Regions from separate parts of the Sus scrofa genome. Here region 1 is linked to region 2. The links are chromatin contacts, called in public Hi-C maps. All regions are on one chromosome and are shown on one strand. Each heading gives the region's core, a stretch centred on a gene start, on an enhancer-like site or on the middle of the called end of the contact. The rest is flanking DNA. Distances are from core to core; before and after follow the strand shown. Region 1 overlaps SEMA5A (semaphorin-5A). Region 2 overlaps SEMA5A (semaphorin-5A).

Region 1 (5,653 bases), core at 2,970-5,469, 520 kb after region 2:
CCAGGCACCTGCAGGCATGATTCATTTGACTAATGACAAAGTATCTGCATATGGAGAGAGTCCTACACCTTCCTTTGTTAAAATATAGTATGTTATCCATGCAGCCGAAGTTCTTTTTTCCGTACATGGCACTGACTCTGGGGAACTCCAGTCGGCTAAAGTATGGAGAAAAGCCAACATGTGTGAAATCCTCCCTGGCCTGTCTCGAGAGCATCTTCAGGGTTACAGTCAAAGCTTCTAGTGGTTGCAGGTGAAAGGGCCCTTGGATGCTTTATCCAGCATCCCAGGTTGGGAGATGTCCAGTCCTCCAGTCACAATCCGGAAAGACCAAAGATTCATGGCTTCCTTTCACTTTGCTAAACCAGGGACCAAATCATAGAGAAGTGAATGGTTGAGACAGGTGTCGGGCTGGGGGATAACTTGTGGAATGTTCTAGTAGGGTCGTCCTGGGTTATTCAGCCCCAGGTGTCTGGTGCAGACACAAGAAGCTGCATTAGGAACCACTAGTTTGGAGTCTCGGTGTGGATGAGCGTGTGTTGGTCATGAGGAGGCTCCCTCTCCGCGCGGCATGCATCCACCAGGTGGAACAAGTGCATTTCCCAGGGCCCCAGACCACGGTGTCCAGGAGCAGCAAAGGGGCGCAGCTTAGTGGAAGACGCTTAGACGGTTTCGGGATGGATGAGGGATATGACGCCTGTGCTGCAAATCACACATGAGGCAAAGGCAAATCAGAGGGCTCCCAGGGACGAGCCCAGGTGATTAAAGTGTAGGCATCCCAGGGCCTGGGTGCAGGGGACAAACTCACAGGTCTCTCCCCAAGCACCCAGGGGACCTCCCCATGTGGTCCAGTGGGACTCACCCACACCCGCAGTGATGCCCAGCAAGCATCTTCAGTGGTCCCGTTCAGATGCCAGTTGGACAGGTACGGGGAGAAAGGGTGATACTGGCCCCCTGGTGGTGCACAGAGGGGACACCTTGGGAGAGAACCAGATCATCAGGCCTGGGCAGTGGAGACAGAAAGCTGGCAATCCTTATGCAACTGGTTAGCACTGCGGTGCCAAGCCAACGGAGAAAACACGCGGTCCTGTTTTCCTTTGCCTGATTTTCAATAATCTCAGCTTCACAGACAAGGTTCAGATGCTGTCCTTATTCCCTGAAAGGCTCAAAGCTTTGACTGGAAAGTGTTTTATCAACACACCATGAATATCTTTTTTTTTCTCTCTCTCTCTTTTGTAGTTCTTTTTCAGAGATTAAGCAGCATTGGTTATGCTCCCTTGATGTCGCTCAAACCAATTCTATAGCAGAGACATAGGTCCGTGTCAGCTCAGCTTTTCAACATTTTATATTTATAACTCAAAAAACATAAAGGTATAATTAAATAGGGAAAAACACTATAAAAATAGGAGGGTCATTTCACGACCTTTACAAGTTCATATTCCTTTGCCACAAATCCTTTATTTCTTTGGAATAACCCATTTTCTTTATAAGAAAGAAATGCAGAGTTCCCATCATGGCTCAATGGTTAATGAACCTGACTAGTATCCATGAGGACACCAGTGTGATCCCTGGCCTTGCTGGATCTGGCTGTGGTGTAGCTTGCAAATGTGACTCAGATCCCACATCGCTGTGGCTGTGGTGTAGACCAGCAGCTACAGCTCTGATTTGACCCCTAGCCTGGGAACCTCTATAGGCAGCCCTAAAAAGACAAAGGACCAAAAAAAGAGGAAAAGAAAAGAAATGCAACAGGAGTGAAGAAAAGTGGGACAGTAATATTTACAACGTGCACACACTGCATCTAAGAGCGCAGAATTTCACTGGGAAAAGCACAGTTTCCCTCTCGGAAAGAAAAAAATAGACTTATTCTTGTATACGCTTTTGTACTTTCTAATGTTATGCAGTGTGTGTCTATCCATATTCAAAAAATGCAATGGAAACCTAAGAATGACATATTGGAACACATTTTGAAATAAAATGAAATGATAAAGGAGAGGGGGCAATAGCCCAGCTTGCGGGTGAGCAGTGATGGAAGAGCAATAAAGGCATCCTCCATGGTCCTGGGACACAGTCCCGCTGCAGGCAGGAAACCTCAGCTTGTTAGGAACATGGAAAACGTGTTCCCTAGGGAGTTCCTTGTGGCTCAGCCCCTTAAGAACCTGACTAGTATCCAGGAGGACGTGGGTTCGATCCCTGGCCTCGCTCAGTGGGTTAGAGATCTGGCGTTGCTGTGGCTGTGGTGTAGGCTGGCAGCTGCAGCTCCGATTGAACCCCTAGCCTGGGAATTTCCATGTGCTGCAGGTGTGGCCCCAAAAAGCCAGAAAAAAAAAAAAGAAAACATGTTCCCTAGACCGTGGATCATGCTTCACTTGAAGCAGAAGAACAGTCTCATTCAAGCCTTTGAAAAACTGTCTCTGTTAAAGTATGAAGGTGATTGTTTGAACCTATTCAAAAAGTAGGTTATCCTCCATAAGGGCGCTGACTTAAACTGTAGCCGGTGCTCACTGCAGAGAAATGTCTTGCTCAGGACATTGTACAGGGTCCTGGGATTCCCTGCGTTTGGGAATGGATGCGGGGCTTTCTGCCACGTCCTCCTTTTTCCTTTGAGCTGTGGCGGAGAGGGCTCTTGACCAGGGTCCCCGTGGTCCTGTCTCCGCAGAGTTCAGCGTGTTCCACATGATCGCCGTGGGGCTGAGCAGCTCCATCCTGGGCTGCCTTCTTACGCTGCTCGTCTACACCTACTGCCAGCGGTACCAGCAGCAGTCCCATGACGCCACCGTCATCCACCCCGTCGCGCCCGCCCCTCTCAACACCAGCATAACCAACCACATCAACAAACTGGACAAGTATGACTCAGTGGAGGCCATCAAGGTAAGGGATCAGCGGCCACCCCTGCGGCCAGGTGTGCAAAGAAGGTCGGTGGACCCCCGGGGTTGTTGGTGGCATGGGTGGTAGGGTGGGGACAAGATAAAGGGCTCCGTTTATGATGAATGGCCTTTGGAGCTTTGCTGTGCCTTAGGAAAGGTGGCTTCTCAGAATGGGAATTAGGTTGAAAGTGGATCATGGAAATAGCAACATAGAAAATGCTGGAAAACAGGGTCACTGGTCACCGGCCAGGCTGCCCTTGCTGTGCCTCTGCATCCAAGCAGGGCTGGCACAAAGAGAAGCCCTCCACGCTCAGGACCCGCACACGCTGGGCAGCGGAATGAGGACCAGTCGCTTGGTCAGAGGACATACAGGTCCCTTGCAGGGATCACCAGGGCGGCGTTATAAAGACAATCTTCAACTAATTTTCAAGTGTATTTCCTTTTTAGGGCCACACCCATGGCATATTGGAAGTTTCCAGGCCAGGGGTCATCGGCGCTACAGCTGCCAGCCTACACCACAGCCACAGAAAAGCTGGATCCAAGCCACATCTGCGACCTCTGCTGCAGCTTGTAGCAACACTGGATCCTTAAACCCACTGAGCAATGCTAGGGATCGAACCCACATCCTCATGCATACTAGTCAGATTCTTCTCCTGCTGAAGCACAGTGGGAATTCCTCAAGCCTATTTCAAATGCATTTCCTGCATTTAATCAAAAAAGTTCCTGCAGAATCCCTCATCAGTGTACCATGGCAATCAGAAAGCTGCTTAAATACCTACTCAGGGAGTTCCCATTGTGGCTTAGCAGGAGAGATCCCAACTAGTATCCATGAGGACACAGGTTCAATCCCTGGCCCCGCTCAGTGAGTTAAGGATCCAGTGTTTTGGTGCACTGTGGTATAGGTCGCAGGCATGGCCTCAGATCCCACGTCGCTGAGGCTGTGGTATAGGCCAGCTGCTGCAGCTCCGATTCAACCCCTAGCCTGGGACCCCTCCATCTGCTGCAGGCATGGCCCTGAAAAGGAAGAAAAAAAATTTACTTAGTTATAAATGCTAATATTAAAAGTGTTTGTGAATTTGAAATCACTGGTTTTAGGTCTCCAGGAGGTTTCAATTTAGGTTTTCTAATTCTTGGAAACTTCCTGACTCAAGTTCAAAAGTAGAGTAAAATTCACAAATAGACTGGTATGAAAACCTACCTCATTCTAGTTACAAGGCAAGTCCTCATCAAAGCAAATGATGTGAGAGACAAGTAAGTGAGAAAACTCATTTTTCAATAATGAGCCCTACAAGAGAACTCAAATTCAGCATACAGCTGGCCCTTGAACTGTGCAGGTCCACTGATGTGGAGTTTTTTTCAGTATTAAATGTGACAATACTACATGTCAGGGGGTCGTTTGAATCCAGGATGCAATACTGCAGATAACAGAGGAAGTTCCAATCTGGAAGAAGCAGGGAAATGGAGGGCTGACTATAAGTTATACTTATTTTTTGACTTCAAGGAGGGTTGACACCACTAACACCTGCATTGCTCAAAGGTCAACTGTAATTCTCTCTCTTTCTCTCTAATTTTTTTTTTCTTGTCTTTTTAGGGCCACACCCACAGCATATGTAAATTCCCAAGCTAGGGGTCGAATCAGAGCTTCAGCTGCCGGCCTAGGCTACAGCCACAGCTAATGCAGGATCTGAGCCACATCTGCAGCCTACACCATAGCTCATGGCAATGCCAGATCCTTAACCCACTGAGCAAGACCAGGGATCGAACCCACATCCTCAGGGACACTGGTTGGATTGGTTACCACTGAGCCATGATGGGAACTCCTGTATTGTCTCCTAGTTGTATTCTTTTTCTGAAATATTTACTGAGAATTCTTAAATCTTCTATTTTATTTCAATTTTTTATAGGCATTTAACAAAAACAACTTGATCCTGGAGGAAAGAAACAAATATTTCAACCCACATCTCACTGGGAAGACCTATTCCAACGCCTACTTCACAGATCTCAATAACTATGATGAGTACTAAGAGCTCTTCTATTTTTGGCTTCTTGTAATTCCCCAGTTCCTCGAGGCCTGCTCTCCATGCCTGCCCATGTCTCCAACACTTCAGAGATGGAGTTTGGAAACATTCCAAGTGCATTTCAAGCCACACGTATCCCATCGCTGCCAAAAACGCTCGTCCTTAAAAGCAACAAATCGTCTAAACATGGCATCACGAAAATCTGTTCTACAATTCTCCGTCATTGTTTAATGAGCCATGGTGTGAAATCTCTTTATTGTGTTGAGTCCATTTTTCTAACGAGTCAGTTGTTTTCTTGAGCTTTTTTGTAAATGTACCACCCACATTGGAAGGAGTCTTTAGAAATATGAACATCCTCTTGCTCATGAGTGCAAATCTTCATGATGATATAATTCAAGAAAATCGGCACTTTATGTGAGAGCCCACCCCCCAACCTCCACCTGGTTTATAATATTGATAAAATGAAGAATATGAATTTGGCCGTACAAAGACTCACCATGGAGCTCCATCTTCTCGGTCTGGATTATCCTGTGTGTGTTTGGACCTGGAATGATTTTTGCCTGAGGACACCAGAGATTCAGCTTGGCTTGCAACCACCTGCAGAGGTGATGGTGTGGAGGGTGAGGTGCCCCGCCCTTGGTCTTGACGCGGTCACTGTGTTTTCTCTGGGGGAGGGGAGTGTTAAGGGCAGAGGTACAGACTCCGTGAAGGGGGCACGTGTTCTACAGGTTCCTGTGAAGCCAGCCTTATTCTGACGTATGGATGTCATGACAT
Region 2 (5,632 bases), core at 221-2,720:
CCAGGGATTAAACCCTCCTCCTCATGGATCCTACTCGGGTTCTTAACCCCCTGCGCCACAGTGGGGGCTCCACAAACGTGGAGGATCTTTGGCACCATGTCAGCGAAGGAAAATGCTTTAAAGTTTGAGCTGGGAGATAAAGTTGGACGTTTTATTCCTTTAAGTTTAAGATTTGGGGCTGTGACAAAGATCCTGTTTTTCAGCGCTGGGGTCCAGCTCCCAGTTGTTGAACTTTTGCCTGACGTAGGGGGACCAGGTGTCCCAGGCGGAAAGGAGGATGCTGGATTGTGGTTTCCTGCCCTTCCTGATGGGGCTACTCCTCAAATAGCCTGTGATGACTTCCCCCCCCCATCAGAGGGATTCTCCTTTTCTTCCTCTTCATGGTTCTCCTCCGGTCAGTTTCTCTGCTAACCCAGCTGCCTTTGAAGTATTGTGTTTCTCCTTCACCACAAAGTTTTGGACCAAGCCAAGTTTAGAACTTCTGATTGACCCTTTAATTTTCAAACAAGAAGAGCTGGCTCACTTTCTTGCCTTCCTTTCTCCATTTCTACGCTCTCCCCAGTGTCAAAGGGGCTTGCCAGGCTTTGTCCAGATGGGGGCTTTGTACAGATGGGGGCATCTTTCTCCATTTCTGTGCTCTCCCCAGTGTCAAAGGGGCTTGCCAGGCTTTGTCCAGATGGGGGTGTCAGGCTTTGTCCAGATGGGGGTGTCAGATGGGGCTTTGTCCAGATGGGGGCGTCTTTCTCCATTTCTGTGCTCTCCCCAGTGTCAAAGGGGCTTGCCAGGCTTTGTCCACATGGGGGCGCCTGCTCTTGCTCTGGGCTTTCAGAGCAGCTGCTGGATGGTGGGATCGCCTGGGTGTCATAGATGGACGTGCTCTTTGGCTCAGTCTCATTCCTGGGCGGCTTCATGTTGGCTCATAGGTCAGACCTCGTGTGGGTCAGCTACAAGGATGGCCGGAATGTGAGGGCTGTTTAGTTCCATCTCAGCCTTTTCTTCTGCATCCGATGCTGCTCCTGAGCTGGGAGCGGCATACCTCTGCTTATCAGACAGCTCTGTTGGAAGAGAGACATGCTCGTGGCCAGGCAGTGGGAACGTCTCATTCTTCAGCCTTGCATCATGATGGCAGAGGTTGGAAGGCTTGGAGCCAGGCCTCTCGAGGCCCTCCCACCTCTGCACCTTGAACCCTCACTTCCTTGGCCCCAGGTCACAAAGCTGGTGCCAGGAAGGTGGGGATACCCAAGCCCAGGTGCTTGAGTTCTCACCATATTTCCCAATCTACCTGCCTACCCCACTTCCTCTCCAGCGCACGTCGGAAACCAGTGTCATGGCCCCTATGAATGCAAGTTGGGCTGTGGTCGGGGTTGGGGCTGGTGGAGGGTGGGGGGCGGGGAGTGTGGATTTGGGAGGTCGAGGAGCTCTGCACGTCCAGGCAGCGCCTGTTGGCTGTCAAGGCTTTCCAAGCAGACTCCAAAGTCAGGCCTGGAGCCAAATTTACGCTCTGCCTGGCAGCCGTGATGGAATCCCGAGGTCCTATCGCCAGCTTGTGAAAAGAAATCATTGAGGAAACTGCAAGCTGGCAAGTAAGAATTGCAAAGATTCATTCACGCAAAAGCTAACGCCTGCAGATGTTATGTAACTTTGACCAGTTTCTCCAGGCCCACCTGCTGGGTTCCCCGTTCCTTGAGGTGTACCTCGGTGCAGGTGCAGGGGAGCGCCCGTGGGGAAGGGCTCACGGCGGGGGTCTCAGAGGACACGCCCCGAGATGGTGTCAGCAGAAGGTTCTTCTGGGTGACCACACGCCCTCATCTCTGACCCGGGAATCCGGCGGGGGGCGGGGGTCCACTTTTTCGGAACCCCATGGAGTTAATGGTGATGTCTGGACTTCAGTTGCTAAAGCTGTCAGCCACAGTTAGGACCGACGAAGGGCACAGTCCGTCTTCACAGTGGGCAGACACCTGGTCAATTCAAATACCTTGAAGACATGTCTAAAAAGAGTGTCTGTCAAGGAATTATTTGTTCATTGAGTTTGGGTGGAGGAACTCAATGCTTTGAACTTGGATCATGCATTTTTTTTTTTTTTTTTTTTTTTTTTTTGTTTTTTTTTTTTTTTTTGTCTTTTTGCCTTTTCTTAGGCTTCTCCCGTGGCATATGGAGGTTCCCAGGCTAGGGGTCCAATTGGAGCTATAGCCGCCGTCCTGTGCCACAGCCACAGCAACGCGGGATCCGCGTCTGCAACCTACACCACAGCTCTCGGCAACGCCAGATCGTCAACCCACTGAGCAAGGCAGGGACCGAACCCGCAACCTCATGGTTCCTAGTCAGATTCGTTAACCACTGCGCCACGATGGGAACTCCGGATCTTGCATGTTTAAAAAGAGTGTCTATCAATGAATTAATTGTTTATTGAGTTTGGGTCGAGGAAATCAATGCTTTGAACGTGGGCCGTGCGTGGAGGGGAGATTGACTGGCCCAACATGGTGAAGAGAATACACGGAGTAACACACGCCAAATTTTTGATTAGAAGGAGAGATTCTTCCCAACGCCTACATAGTATTTAAGACGGCCTTTTTTTTTTTTTCCTCGTATAATGAAGACACTAACAGAAGATCATACACTCTAGATTCAAACCCAGTGTGGAAGTATATTTGATGTGTTTGTTTTGGGTGATGGAAGAGTACAGGCTTTGGGATGAGTTTGGGAAAGAGAAGACCGGATAAACATCCTTCATTTGATGTCTGGGACCCAGAGTTCCTTGATAATCTTTGAGAAAAATCTCAGCTTTTCGTCTGGCGGCCAATTGCTTTGCTGTTTTCTCGCAAGAGGGAAAAGGACCGTCGTGACCTCAACTCAGTGAGGTGAAGATCTTGTTTCTTGCTTCTCCTAAGTGTCACCTAGAGGCTTTCCTCTCTCGGAGTGCCTGGCTCCATCCGAGAGTTGGGTTGGAGTCAACATGGAGAAGGGCTGCGAAACGGAAAGGGTGGCCCTGGGTCCTGGAGACTCCTCGGCTCTCCAGAGACCGCTGACTCCATTTAGTCTCTGTTTTCATTTTCATAAATTCTACACTCACTTCTGTCCTCCTCCTGCAACGCAGACAGGGATCATTTTTTGCAAGAGGAGTCACAGCTCTGATCCTTTCCGTCATTAGCGAGCTTGTCATCTGCAGAAGAGCCGCGAAGCAGCATGACCCAGTCTGGCATGGGAAGGCAGCCCCAGGGGACGGGATCTGGCCAGCCTGCGCCTTGGAGTGGGTGCCCTTGAGGTTGTGGCTCATAAAAGAGGGCTACGAGTTCACCCCCAGGGATCTGTGGTCTGGAGTCTCTTTAATTACTGGTGGTCGCGGGCGAACTTTAATGCAAGTTTTGGATTTGCTACTAAGTGCCTTTCAATGGGCTTTAATTTTTTTTGGATTTAAATTAAAATGTAGGTTCCCAGAAGAACGGGCTTGGGGCCCAGACTTCCTGCCTGGAGGTTGCTGGAGACAAGGCTAAGGGGGAAGAAGAATAATCGTGATTGGAAGCTTGGCAAAAATCATGATCTTGGAGCCGCCCGGACAAAGGGCACAATTAGCGCATGGCTCAGGTTGGGGAATGAAGTGGGAAGCCTCAGGGCCAAGTGCCCTTCGTGGGGTCTTCTTTAATTGCCCTTTTGAGCGAACACCCAGTTTCATTAAGCCTGTAGGGGTAAACTTAGGAAAACAAGTCAAAAGCATGTTAGGGAAGGCTGCTTGCTTGAAAGTGTGGGAACCCCGATGTTTATCTTTGTTAGTTTTTGGGTGAGGGCTGCCTTGTTTTTTTTTATTTTTGATTCGCTGTTATTTTTTATTATTAATACTTTTTTGGCTGCACTCACAGCATGCAGACGTTCCCAGGCCAGGGATCGAACCCATGCCACAGCTGTAACCATCGCCACAGTAGTGACAATGCTGGATCTTGGAGCCGCCAGGGAACTCCTACCCTGTTTTTTTAAACCGAGGTGTCGGGATTGACTTCAAAGTCTGCCAATTAGCCATTTTGCCTGATAATGACTGTGTGGCCTGAAAAGGTTACACTTTAGGTCAGATTTTTAAAACGAAAAAAACCTCTGGTGCCAGGGGCCATCCGGTGCCAGCCAAATCCATTCCTTGTGTCTTTCGGCTAGATGGGAAGAAAACAATTTTGTAGGTGTACTTCTATAAAAGAGTTTGGTGTTAGATTTTACGAATTGGTTGAAAGCTAAAGGAATTCATATAAAAATGTAATTAGAGGTACCCATGACATTTGTAAAATATACATGTGTGAAATGCTTTGCTTTTCTGAGCAAGTGGGAGGTTGTTCGCTGTTTTCTTTTCCCACATTAGCTTCCAGATGATTAATGGGACTTATTTAATTAAATGCTCCACATTTAAGCGGCTCCGAGGCCCAGGGGGTGTTCTGAAAATAGTATCAATTGTTCTGTATTGATCTACACTATGCAATATGGCTTGCTTATGCCTAAAGACATCCAACTCCATATTAATAATCTCTTAAAAATTATTTAACTGTTAGTTCTCACGTGAAAGAATCTATTTTAAAAATCTCGTGGACAAGCCGAGAAATTCCCTATCATGAAATGCTACTCCTCTACTGCTTTCCGGAGCAGTAAGCCAGTTTTGAAACTAGAAGCAGGTTTCTGGGGCTGCCACAGTAAGCTGAAATGTTCCGAGGGGCAGCTGGGCTATTTTTAACGAGGTCCCGTGTGTCCTGGGGTGGCTGATTTCCAGCGATCCCAAATTAGTCGTAGGATCCTGGCCCTCGCCGTCAGGAGCTCAAACAGTAGGCATGCTGCACGTCTTTGAATGGTCACCCTCGGTCTAATGCCAGGATTGATTGCTTTGGTCAAACAATGCATCCTTCTCTGGAGCACACAAAAGGAGCATCTTTCATTGTGAGCCAAGAGGTCGGAAGCTCTGGGATCCGGGGCTGGGCAAAGTGGGTGCTGAGAGGAAAACCGGGAGCCCTTTCTGGCCTTTAGAATGGAACCGTCTCTTGGTGATGGGGACAGTTACATGCCTAACAGGGACATGTTACTTTTCTTGGCCGGGTTGTCCTTGTAACAAAGAACAGCTGAGGTATGTGTCCCCTTCAGTTGTGTTTACGTGGAAAGAAGGTCAAAGGAGAAGGTTGACAGGACCCCCAGGGCAGGAGAGGCTTGGTGTTCGGAGGGGGCTTTCATCTCTAGGAAAAAAGGAAAGATACAGTTACCCTTCAGCAGAGGTCTCGTCTTACACAGGATGCCCCCGACCATTCTCGAGACAAAGGACCAGTTCACCTCGGCAGAATCGTATTTCCATTTCCCCTCGGCTGGGGAAACCCTTCCCCATTCATACAGACGCCTTTGCCGTGCTCCTTGATTCCTCTTTTCTCGAAGGATCTTTTGTGTGTGCCTCTGAAGTCATCCACCTTTGACAGAGGATGAGCTCATTTTTAATGGCTTTACTCTGACAACCCCGTCCTGCTGTCTTAATTCAAACTGACGTGGTGCATGGGAGGCGGGTTTGGTTTGAAGGAAGAGAAATGCGTTTGGTTGCAGTATGGTGTCCTCTTTGTTGACAGCCTTCTCCTGGAGATGACCATTCCATAGAGTTCCAGAACTTGGGAGACACGACGAGGCT

Evidence for each region. Hi-C and Micro-C count contacts between places; a contact is called where the count stands out from the background.
Region 1: a contact with region 2 is called in a Hi-C map of fetal heart ventricle, with 2.6 times the contacts expected there. The contact joins two enhancer-like sites.

The regions. Positions count from the first base shown.
Region 1 is chr16:73,322,707-73,328,359 of Sscrofa11.1, forward strand. It overlaps SEMA5A (semaphorin-5A), which reads left to right. Exons shown (of 24, transcript XM_021076851.1): 23 at 2,654-2,865; 24 at 4,766-5,653. The coding sequence ends at 4,885. Among named protein-coding and RNA genes, the nearest start is that of SEMA5A, 530 kb to the left of the region's middle. Within about 2 kb of position 4,220, at least 1 of the 83 cell types and tissues checked has an H3K27ac peak or open chromatin away from gene starts, as enhancers often do.
Region 2 is chr16:72,806,506-72,812,137 of Sscrofa11.1, forward strand. All of the region lies in intron 1 of SEMA5A (semaphorin-5A), which reads left to right. Among named protein-coding and RNA genes, the nearest start is that of SEMA5A, 13 kb to the left of the region's middle. Within about 2 kb of position 1,471, at least 3 of the 83 cell types and tissues checked have an H3K27ac peak or open chromatin away from gene starts, as enhancers often do.